2 separate regions of the Oryctolagus cuniculus genome follow, and region 1 is linked to region 2. A link is a contact called in public Micro-C data. All regions are on one chromosome and are shown on one strand. The core of a region is the stretch at or near the end of the contact, and the rest is flanking DNA. Distances in the headings are between cores, read along the strand shown. Region 1 holds the start of TFAM (transcription factor A, mitochondrial). Region 2 holds the start of CISD1 (CDGSH iron sulfur domain 1).

Evidence for each region. Hi-C and Micro-C count contacts between places; a contact is called where the count stands out from the background.
Region 1: a contact with region 2 is called in a Micro-C map of ear pinna, with 4 times the contacts expected there. The contact joins the promoter of TFAM here to the promoter of CISD1 in region 2. A contact is called at or near these places in 2 of 6 Hi-C or Micro-C datasets (ear pinna and psoas muscle).

What each region holds. Positions count from the first base shown.
Region 1 is chr15:50,787,699-50,794,034 of mOryCun1.1, reverse strand. TFAM (transcription factor A, mitochondrial) reads right to left here and starts at 4,550. Exons shown (of 7, transcript XM_017348769.3): 1 at 4,251-4,550; 2 at 3,561-3,679; 3 at 1,875-1,945; 4 at 840-989. The coding sequence starts at 4,351.
Region 2 is chr15:50,639,650-50,645,491 of mOryCun1.1, reverse strand. It overlaps CISD1 (CDGSH iron sulfur domain 1), which reads right to left and starts at 2,821. Exons shown (of 3, transcript XM_002718483.5): 1 at 2,530-2,821. The coding sequence starts at 2,560. IPMK (inositol polyphosphate multikinase) reads left to right here and starts at 3,924. Exons shown (of 6, transcript XM_002718484.5): 1 at 3,924-4,432. The coding sequence starts at 4,243.

The DNA of each region.
Region 1 (6,336 bases), core at 3,301-5,800, 150 kb before region 2:
CCCCACTTATACTTTCTCACTGTTACTGTAGCTTCTGGCTCCTGTGGGTCAGCAGCCCTGAATTACCACTACTGGCTTAGAACTAAGTTACTCTAGTGCAGGATAGCTTAAAACGATGTGTTATCTCACATTCAAGGCTGGAATCTATTTTTTTCAGAAAAACTGCTTTAACCCTGATGACCATTTTCTTACAGTATATGTACTAGTCCACAAGCTCACCACCTCACAACTGTACTAATATCAGATTCAATAGAAAAACAATGGCATATACATAGATTAATATTTTAAATGGAACAACAAATTTCAAACCATGTAACGGTTTTTAAAAGATATTTCCTTGAGGAAAAATAGAATACCATCCTAAAGGCATTTCTTCCTTGATTAGATAAATTAGCACTTTCCCCTGATGTCCTAATGAGTGAATTCAGTCTATTCAGCAATTCAGTATCAAATTTACCTTATCTAATTCACCATTACCTATAAAACAATTCAAATTACTAGGTTATTCTACACAAGACTCAGAAGCAAAGATTCTTACTATTCTTGATTAGGCTGTTTCCTAATTGTTCCTGTAGCTTTCATGCTAGTCCTGTAAATTGTATATCTGAAATCTGGATACATCTGAGAGCAGTTAAGAATCAGCAAGATTCTCAATAGCAAGCAGTTCTAGGGGCAGAAGACAGTACATCTTTGTCCATCTTTGCCTAATTGAAGTACACCTGATGATACCTAACACATCATATCTATGTATTATCAAAATAAGGGAAATCTACATATAGTCATAGTTATATAAACCTCAGTTCTTTGCAATTAGAAAAGAGTATTTCAATGATACTCACTCTCTTTTTCATTAATGCTTTCTTTTTTAAACGTTTTTGCATGATTTCTTTTTCCATAGATAGCATCTGACTTGGAGTTAGATGTTCTTGAATTCTGCTAATCTCTTCTTTGTAGGCCTCCCACTCTACCCTGTAAGCATCTTCATATACCTATAAACAAAAGAAACCCAAATAAGAAGTCAGCAAATTGTTGCTATCAAATTCAACATAACACATCTGCCAGAGAAAGACAACTGCATGACTTCAAATAAAGGCAGGCGGGACCACTAGATGAAAAATGTGCTCTTAGATGAAGTATGCAGAGATTAAAGTTTATTGTGGTGCAAATAAAACCAAAATTCATGCACAGGTGTCATTAAAAATTTCACAGAAAATACACAGTATGAAAAAACTACAAATAGATTTCAAATTTTTTGCACCAAAATAGTTTTAATTCCATTTTCTACGAACTTTAAAGTATTCTCATGCTGACCAATGTAAGAATCTAGCAATTAGCTTCCATTTTCTAATGGCTGCAACCTCTCATCTCCACCCCCATACATCCATATGTATCACCACTTAAGGAGATCAGATAGTATAAAGTTCCTTTGTAGATAATTAATGTTTTTTAAAAAAAGCCCCTGGGCCATCTGGTTCTAAGACATGGAGGCAGGCGTTTGGTGCAGCAGTGAAGCTGCCACTTGGGGTGCCTGCCTCCCACTTGGGGAGGTACAGGCGGCTAAGATGCCACTTGGGGAAACCCAGAGTGCCTGGGTTTGAGTCCCGGCTCTGCTTCTGATTCTAGTTTCCTGCTAACACATACCCTGCAAGGCAACAGGAGACGGTTCAAGTACTTAGGTCCCTGACACCCTGGTGGGAGACCTATATTGGGTTTTGGGAACCTGGCTTTGGCCTGGCCCAGCCCAACCGTGGTGAGCATTTGGGGAGTGAATCTATGGTAGAAGATCTCTCTCTCTGTCTCTGCCAACTGTCTCTATCTGTCTCTTCCAAACTGTAGAGTAGCAACTGCAGGTATCTGAAAACCTGTGTGCTTACCTTTTTCTCTGAATCAGGAAGTTCCCTCCACAGCTCGGCAATTCTTTTAATTAGCTCTGAATTTTTTGCCTCTATGGATTGGAATATAATGAAAAGAGATGTCACAATTTTATGGCTCAGGATGAATTGCTATAGATTTCCAAGAAAGCACAATCCATGAGCTCAACAAAGCAAGTTACATTACACACACTTAATACAACAGGTTAACTTCATCCCATTAACTTAAATATTATAAATACTGGGACAGCGCTGTGGTGTAGTGCGTAAAGCTGCCGCCTGCAGTGCTGGCATCCCATATGGGTGCTGTTTCAAATCCCGGCTGCTCCATTTCCAATCCAGCTCTCTGCTATGGCTGGATCGGAAAGCAGTGGAAAATGGCCCAAATCCTTGAGTCCCGGCACCAGTGTGGGAGACCAAGAGGAAGTTCCTGGCTCCTGGCTTTGGATCGGCGCAGGCCCCTCCATTGTGGCCAATTGGGGAGTGAACCAACGGATGGAAGACTCTCACTCTCTCTGCTTCTCCTTCTGTGTAACTCTTTCAAATAAATAAATAAATCTTAAAAAAGAAAAAGACCTGATTTGCAATCTTTAAAAAAAAAAGAAATACTTTACAATTTTGTCCAAGTTTGTTAAAAGCCGATTATCCAATCAGAAAGGAGTATTTTCTATACTACCCAAAATTGTCCTCAGAAATTACCAGTTTAAATAGGCATATAATTAATTGCTTAAGTTTTTTACTTCCCTATTTCAATCTTAACATTTTTCAAGTCTTTCAGGAATTATTAAATTCAAAAAATCTGACTAAACTATATTATAGTCTTGATTCATAAAACACGATCTTATATTGCATATTACAGAACAATATCTGGAAACAGACTATTCTAAAAATCAATCCATAATCTCCACTTCTTTCCTCACATTAACTGGAATGTTGGAGTGCAACTGATTTAACAAACCACCTGTTAGTTCCAAATCTGACATTTAAAAGATGTGGGTACTTGAGTATGTCTCTTAAACTAACTCCTGACCTAAAATGCAAGGATTTTTATTGTAACTAACTTGCTTTTCACAAGTCCCCTATGACTTATTTGATGTAAAGGGGCTTCGGAAATCATAAGCAGAAACGAACTCTTAATCTACCTATTACCTTTATACCATAACCCCCAAATCAAAGTCCTATAGCCTTTTGAAGCAGTCAATAAACATCCTAGCTAGAAATCTTTTTTCAAGAACTCTAGACAAGCAGAATTTTCACTCAAGAAAGCTCTTGAAATGAGCCTAAGTTGCACAGAACTTTACAGACCACTCCCACATTATGTTATTTCATTAGAGCTTTGTGAACAATCCTCCAAGGCACAAAGAGCAGCAGCTATGCACGATTCATAAGCAGCACTCCCAGGCCTAAGAAAGACAATCAGACCCAAACGTCGGCTGTTTCCTCCTCTGCCCAGGGAGCTGTCCGCTCCACATAGTATCTTTAAAATACCTTTCATCCTTCCTCATTTACAACTAAAGCATTTCTGTTAGGTATAAAATGCTGCACTTCGTTTTACAGACATCACACAAAATGACAGCTCCTGCAAACGCCGGAAGCTTTGAAAGTGCAAAGCCAGTATTTTTCACCTTAACTGTTTAGTGGCCTTTTTATTACATCAGAGAAGAGCAGAAGCCCCCCCAAATTCCTCACCTGGGTTCTTAGCTTTAAATATGGGTAACTGTTCTTTAGAAAATCGAAGGTATGAAGTCATAGGTTTCTTTGGATAGCTGCCAAAGGTGGATGAACACCATCTCGGAATATACGAAAAACTACACAGAAATACAAAGAAAACAAGCAAAGTCAAGTATGGAACTCCCAACATTTACATGCATATAAACACGGCTCTCAAAGAAAATGTCATCAAGATGCTTTCTACCCGTCTCCTTTGATAAGAATGCTTAGGCCTTATTTAAAACCTTGTCCTACCCAGAGGGAAGTGCCTGCAGGGCTCAAGTCTCAAAGCCCCGACTTTCCAGGAAGGACAGAGAACGAAGCAAAGCATCCAAACGCTGGCTCTGGAGCCCCGCCTCCTCCACACCTATAGGATGGCGGGAGACGAGGCGCGATTTCGCAGAGGACCCCGCCAGGTGCGCCCAGGCTGGACGGCAGGGAGGAGCGGCTGCAGGGGTGGGGGGAAACAGGAAGCAGGGCACCGGGGACTACCGGAGGAGGGCCCGGGCTCGCAGCCACCATCTCCTCCGCAAGGTCGAGGTCTAAACCAGAGGGCCAAGGTGGCCCTGACCGCCTAGCAAGAGCAAAGAGTAAGGGACGGAGTCCCCATTGCATGCCCAGGGACGTCCAGGGCCCCCCCCCCCGGGGGGGGCAGGTGAGTGGTCCTACCTGAAAGGTGAGCGCAGTCGACTCCCACAGCCCGCGCACAGGTCCGCTCCAGACTTCCCCAGGGTCCTCAGCGCGCCCCACATGCCCCGGAGAAGCGCCATCGCACCGGCGGACTAGGCAGTGCCCGTACCCCAACCTCCGAAAGAACAGGCACAACAACAGCAACAACCCGAACCCGCGTGCTACCCTCCTGGATCTGTTATCATGCCCGCCACTCGCGAGGTACTATGGGAAGCCTGCTGACATCCGGTCGGGAGACGAGGGGCGGGCCGGGGCAGAACGTGCGCAGGCGCTGTAGTCAGTCCGGGGGTGGGCGGGGCTGCGACGAAGCAGGAGGGGTCACCGGGGCGGGCGAAGGGAAAGCGCAGCCGGCTGACCTGCGGAGGGCCCTGACCTCGAGGAGGCGCTGCGGCGCCGCCTCTGCCCCCGGCCGCCTCCCGCAGTCGCTTCCTCCTCCGGTCGAGGAGGCTGGTAGAGAGCCGGCGCAGGCCTCACCCCGACCGGGCACTGGCAGGCGCGGCGTCCGCACTGACGGCCTGGACGGCCTGTACGTAACAGACAGTCCGGCCACGGGGACGCGGGCCTGCTGTGCGTGGTTCTGGCTGTTGTGCGCCGCAAATGGTGGTCAGAGCGCAGGCGATTCGCAGATCCCCGGGCCTTCCCTCAGAGCCTGAGCTAGCAGGTGTGTGGGGGCCCGCGTCTGCGTTTTTAACACGAGTTCATTGCCGGTGGGGCTGGAACCACACTGAATCTAGGTTTAGACCAGCCTCCCATCTAAGGCACACAAGCGTCAACTCTGACCTCCAACCCTGCCTGCTTTGAGTGGCGAGGACATGGTCCGCCCAGTTAGTTGTCCCAGAATCAACCTGAAGGTCTTGCCCTGGGACTGTCACACCCCCGACATAAGATTCCTTTACCCCCTCACCAAGTGAGAATGTTGGACTGGGGCAGAATTTTCTCAACCGAACTCTTGAGACCATGTGAAAAGAACGTCTGGAGTTATTGAATGATGGGCTGTACAGTTTTAAAAAAAATTATAGGCCTGCGCCGCGGCTCACTAGGCTAATGCTCCGCCTGCGGCGCCGGCACACTGGGTTCTAGTCCCTGTCGGGGCGCCGAATTCTGTCCCGGTTGCCCCTCTTCCAGGCCAGCTCTCTGCTGTGGCCCGGGAGTGCAGTGGAGGATGGCCCAGGTCCTTGGGCCCTGCACCCGCATGGGAGGCCAGGAGGAAGCACCTGGCTCCTGGCTTCGGATCAGCGCGGTGCGCCAGCCTTAGCGGCCATCTGGGGGGTGAACCAACAGAAAGAAAGACCTTTCTCTCTGTCTCTCTCACTGTCTAATTCTACCTGTCAAAAAATTATTTATTTACTTGAGAGGCAGAATTGGAAAGAGAGGCAGAGAAATCATCCATGCGCATGTTCACTCCCCACATAGCCACAGCGCCAGAGCTGGGCCAATATGCAGCCAGGAGCCAGGAGCTGCTTCCGGGTCTCCCACGTGGGTGCAGGGGCTGAACGACTTGAGCCATCTTCCCCTGCTTTCCCAGGCCATAGCAGAGAGCTGGATCGGAAGTGGAGCAGCTGGAACAACCGTTGGCGTATGGGATGCTGGCACCACACATGGCAGCTTTACCTGCTATGGCACAGTGCAGCCCCACAGTTTCTGTTTTGTGTTGTACGAATTCCATTTTTCTATTTAGGCAGTGGTGTGAAAAATTATGAAGATCTAAAGACATCGAGGCTCTCCCAGATTTTAAATACTAGATATTTCCAAGATATCAGTTCTTCTTTCTGGCCTTTCTTCTTTCCGACTATAATTGTTAGAAAATTCTTCCCAGTGTAATATAGAGCTCGGAGACCACACCTTTTTGTAGTTTCAGAACTGCCCCTTTTGAGCTACAAAGGGCACAGCCCACTTCTTTTACGTAGTAAATAATAATCAATCACCATTTCCCTTTACACGGAATCTCAGGGCTAAAAGAGACCTTGGAGATCATCTGTGTAAACCTGCCATTCTGTCATGGAAAAAGCATTTCTTCATTTATTTTTTATGACCATATACCATGTTCAAATCCCAAAATGTAGAT
Region 2 (5,842 bases), core at 1,572-4,071:
AAAATACACAAAGATAGAAAAGTCAGAGAGTAAGAATTTATGAGATGCAGTTTTGGCTCCCTGTATTAGAAAAATCAGGGTGTGGGATGGGTAACAAAGCACAAGGTGGACAGGTAAGTCTCCATTTTGGAACTTGAGGGTAAAGCAAAGCATGAAAAAGTGACTTGAGAGGAAGACAGGTTAACGAAGTCCTTTAAAAGTATATGGTGTAGTCAGTTTTTTTTTTTTTTGAAAGGAGATGGCGAATTATGAGTGACTTTCAGCTGAAGACCATTACTTTTTATTTATAACTCATTGTTTTCTGAATATAAACAAGAATCTACGCACATATTTGTACTTCTAACTTTTTTTTGACATATATGGATATAGTGATTACCACTGTTTTATACCATTCTAAGTTCTTTATAATGATGAATTAATTTAGTTAAGATATGATCACCCTCCCCCTAATTAGAAGATCTAAATTGATGTTCGACCCATAGGAATTTTTATTTATTTATTTATTTATTTATTTATTTATTTATTTATTTATTTTGACAGGCAGAGTGGACAGAGAGAGACAGAGAGAAAGGTCTTCCTTTTGCCGTTGGTTCACCCTCCAATGGCCACCGCGGCCGGCGCACCGCGCTGATCCGATGGCAGGAGCCAGGAGCCAGGTGCTTTTCCTGGTCTCCCATGGGGTGCAGGGCCCAAGCACCTGGGCCATCCTCCACTGCACTCCCTGGCCACAGCAGAGAGCTGGCCTGGAAGAGGGGCAACCGGGACAGAATCCGGGGCCCCAACCGGGACTAGAACCCGGTGTGCCGGCGCCGCAAGGCGGAGGATTAGCCTAGTGAGCCATGGCGCCGGCCCGACCCATAGGAATTTTTAAAAACAACCAGCAGCATCAAACTTTTATGAGACCTAAGCATTAACAGATTCCCAAGACATTCTCTGTCTCCGCCTTCCCTAGTATTTGACTAGCTATGTGTGGGTAGAAGACATTTACAGGGGTTTGGGGCTACCCTTAGAGGCCTCAGAACCTTTTTGCTTTTTAGTGAAATAAACAACAAAGCTGAATACTTAAAGCTCATAATCTGCTTCATCAATTTCCTATTCCTTGGAGTGGCACACTAATGGGAAAATCACCTTTGAATTCCCTAATGGTTACACTTAAAAAACAAGAAACTCATCTTGATTACAACAAAGATATGTCTCTAGACAGTGATGTTAAGTTCTACTTCACATTTCAACAGTATGCTACCTAAACAGAATTTTATGCCTACTTATACGACATGACCCCACATTTTAAACAAAAACAGACTTTGGAGTCTTTCAACCCATCCCACACATGAGCAAACCATCTTCGTATAAAAATATCAGTGGTGCAAGTCACAAAATCATATGATTTTACAAGTCTTATTCTCAAATAGTTTTTTTTTAAATCATACACATAAATCACTCCCTATCTGAAATGTACCAAGGCTTAACTCTATGTAAAAGTCTTAAGATGAATATACTTTGAAGTAATTTTTACTGTTTATCATTAGTAACTTATAAATGTCATGGATTATCACCCTCACACTGCCAGGTAAATTTTGTCAACGGAAGTGGAACTCTCTCATTTATGGGATCTACCTCTGTACTAAAAAATTAGGGCTCAAGTTAGTAGGGAGGTTTTTACAAATCCTGGTATGACAGACGTTCAGTATTGACTGAATGAATCAGTGGGTTAATTTTAACCTGTAGATAACCTCTTTACCTATACTCAACTAGACTTACAGGTAACCAACCCTGGGGAGTGGCATTTTATGAGTGGGCACGTAGCTAGGAGACGGTAATTTAACAATTGCAACATCACCAAGAATTGTTATAAAGTGAAACTCCACACTCAACAAATTCTATATATTCTTTTAATTGTAAGTGGCTCTTCTGCGAAGTACGGCTTCCAAAAGCTATCTAAGGAAGGCTGAAAAAACTGAGGGCGCAACGAACCCAGTTTTCAGTGCTCTCTCACGGAGCGCCGCATGCCAGCGGCATAATAAAAAACAGGGAAAACTGGGGACCTCGGATTGGGTTTCTTCTCTTTAAAAAAAAAATCTGCAAAACTAATATGTGATTAGTCATGCACCGCTTCAGGATTGCAGGAAACCGACTTTCTCGTTACACGTTGATAGAAACGTGAGAAGGGAGAACACTTTCCCCCAACAGGCCCTGCGATCTAAGGATAGAGAAGCGAGTCAGGGGACATCAGGAAAAGCCAGCAGCGGAGTTATTAGGTTTTGGGATTTGGATAGTTAGCAGGAAAAGCAGATGGCTGCACGGTCGCACGCCACTTATGCACGGTGACACCATCACCCCGTAACCCGACCTCGCCCCCTCTCCGCGTCCCGCTCAGAGCCCGCGGCCCGGCAAAGCGCTTGTCCTTCTGCACCTCAAGGTTACTGGACGCGCGGGTGCGCAGGGCAGCGCAAACCACACAGAGGAGCTGCGGGCGCTGCAAGCTGCGTGCAAGGCGCCAACCTCACCCTCTCCCAGGCCCCACCTCACCTCGTATGCTGGAATTGGAAGTCAGACTCATGGCGCCGTCAGTTCGCAAGGCGTGCGCACAGGCCACCCAGCACGAACCCGCTAGTGTCCACAGCCGAAGCTAAGGCAATTAGGCGTCCTAAGGGCACGGGCACCGGGAGGCTAGCGCGCAGGCGCCGAGGCAGGCCGTCAGCACGTGTGTGTGAGCGAGAGATCCACCCGCATGCGCAGAGCTGAGCCCCGGGCCTTGAGGAAGTCGAGTCCGGATTTTGACAGCCGCAGGAGGGGAGGAGGAAGGGACTGAACGAGGTAGCGACTGAGTTTGCGCAACGCTGAGGGGCGGGGCCCTGGAGTCCAGAGGCAGAGTTTTGGGAATAAGGAGTCCAGGCCAGATTTTCCGTCTCCTCCAGGTGTGTAGGGCGGCGGAGGACAGGTGTTAGTAAGGCACTTGCCTACCACCTACACCAGGTATCTAAGACTTTTACCCCGAATTTTCTCTTGCTCAATTCTTGTTTTTGTTTTAGCTGCAAGGCCAGGTCCAGGTTTCATGTAAGATGCCTGTGGCAGACACAGGGGGATCGGGGATAGAGTCCCATTCCAGAATCTTCCGTAGCTGCGGGTGTGCATTTATCCTTCTCTTCTGCCTTTGACCGAGTTGAGTCCCATACTTAGGACCTGCCCTAGCTGAAGGTCGCGTGGCAGAGAAAAGGGAAAACCTGCTCATTTCTTCAAACAACGTTTCCACTTAAAAAGAATTAGGACAATAGCTTCTGCAGCCTGAACACGTCTCGGCTCTAAAATTTTTTGATGAGACCAGTTTATAAGCATTAACTGAGGAGGGGGCTAGGATGAATTTGTCGAGTATTTTGAAGGTGCGTCTTTTAACACGCGACCTGTTTTTAACTTCCGTTGGTTCTGTGGGGGGTGGGATTTGAGGGAGCTGCTTGCAGGTTAAGGGTGGCCTCCCACGCCACCCCTGGCACTGCCACTGCCTCCCAACCCTCCTAAATACCTGGCTGCCCCTCACTCCTGGAAGCCCCTGGCATCTCTGAGCCCACCCCTGGGGAGCGCTGGAACCCGCCTGCAATGAATGAGGGCACAGCAGCGCTGGCCACAACCTGACGCCAGCCCCGCGCTGGGGGTGAGAAGGCCCGCCAGCGCGCTCGCCCCGTCCAGGTGACCGGGAGACGGCCCCCGCCCGGCCGCGCGCCCGGCCCGCCGCGGGGGTCCCGTCGGGCGGCCTCTGGGCATGCTCAGTAGCGGCCGCGGCCGCGGGTCGCGCAGTCGGAAGCTCGCGGCGGCGGCGGCGGCAGTGCGGGCGGCGCTGACGCGCGCGCGGCAGCTGAGGGGACTGGAGGACGGCGGGAGGGGGCGGGGGCGCGGGAGGTGGGGCCGCCGTCGCCGTCAGGGCCCCAGGGAGCGCGGGGCGCCGCCGCCGCCGCTGCTCTGCTCGGTTCCGTCTCCTGGGCAGCACCGGCGCTGGTGGCCGCGGCGGCTGGAGAGTGGGAGCCGGGAACCGCGCTCCGCCGAGAGTTGGGCAGGGGAGCGCCGGCGCCTTCGCGGCGTCATGGGCCCCCTCCCTGGGCCTCAGCGGGCACCAGCCGCGGGAACCCCCGGGCCTCCCGGCGGCCGAGCCTGAGCGACCCCCGGGTTCTCCGGCGCCCCCTCCCTCCTCCGTCCTATTTTTTTTTTCTTCTCCTGCTCTCGCCGCCGTTGCCGTTTGTGCTCTCCGTTATGGCAACGGAACCGCCATCCCCTCTCCGGCTCGAGGCGCCCGGCCCCCCAGAAATGCGGACCCCACCGGCCAGCGAGGCCGCCCCCGAGGGCACCCAGCAGCCGGCGGGCGGGAGGCTCCGCTTCCTCAACGGCTGCGTGCCGCTCTCGCATCAGGTGGCCGGGCACATGTACGGGAAGGACAAAGTGGGTAAGTGGGGGTGGCGCGCCCCTTCCGCCCCCGCACGCCCCTGGCCGGCGGAGCAGTCGGGCTCTTTCTGGCCGGGCTGGACGTCTCCCCTGGTCTGCCCGCCGCGCCCTGGCCCTTCCGCTCTGCCCCGGAGCCTTGTCACCCTCCAAGTGGGGTGATTTCCAGCGTGTGGGGCGATGGGCTTACAGAGGGGTGGCAGGGAGAGGCGGCCTGGTCTCCCCGGGGAGGGTGGGTGTTGATTGGAGACAACGTTGTTAGTAAAAATAAGGAACTTGGTTTTTACTGGACGGGAAAGGAAATTCTCCCGTGAGCACAAGGTCTGTTTATTATAGGCGAGGAGCTATTGCAAAAGAAAAGGAATGAAATGCAGATGATGCTAATCTACTGTTTCTCTGTTGGGTGCAGCTGCATAGCTGGAGGGGAAGAAAAAAAAACAGCTTTGCCTTTCCTTTCTTTTTTTCTTTCTTTCTTTTTCCTTTTTTTTTTTCTTTTCGTGAAGAGAGGGGGAAAGCTTGACTTGGCTTATCCGGGATCTCTCCCTGCCCCATTGAGGAGGTTTTTCTTGGTGTCTCCTTGATTTCCCTGGGAGGCGTGGTTTCAGCAGTGCAAAAACTCGAATTCTGGTACGAAATATACCCTGCTGTTGTACTGGAATGGTCCACCGCTAAAACATTCACTTATTCTTGTTCATCTTTGTAAGACTGCTCATAGCCTCTGCAGTCCATTTTGTGAGTTCCTAACTTAAAGCACAGCACAGGACCTATCTCAGATGAGGAACTGTAATTCGCCTAACTGGTTCCCTGGCTATTGATGACCTGAGGGGAAATCCCATAGATGAGTGTATGACTTTTGAGGATCTTTGACCGGCAGCAGCCATTGGAGAACATTTAGCTTATGCTGGTAAAATGATTCATGTTTCGTTGATAAGATAAAACTGACGTTTTCAAATGAGGTAACTAAGACTCAGCCTGAGTAAGTGACAAACCTGAAGTCACACGGGTGCTGTGTATCAGAATCATGAAACCAAGGAATTGTCCTTTGGAGCAATGTCTTGTGTGGAGCTTGCAGAAACTATTCCAACGAGGCCTTTTGAGAATGAATAAGTACTAGTTGGAATCTATGTTTCTTGGCAACTAGAAACATTTTACATTATTTTCACCTACTTTTTTTTCTTGATGGAAATTGTGCATTAATGGTGCTGTCATTGCCATCTACATTGTCTGTATGCGTCCTATCTGCCCTCTGTGTTGTGAGTTCTTTGAGGTTAAAGACCAAACCTATTGGTTGGGAGGGACGTTATGGGGGGAAGCCATTGTAATCCATAAGCCGTACTTTGGTGGAAATTTATATTCATTAAATAAAAGTTAAAAAAAGAAAGAAAAAGAAAAAATACAAACTAAAAAAAAAAGA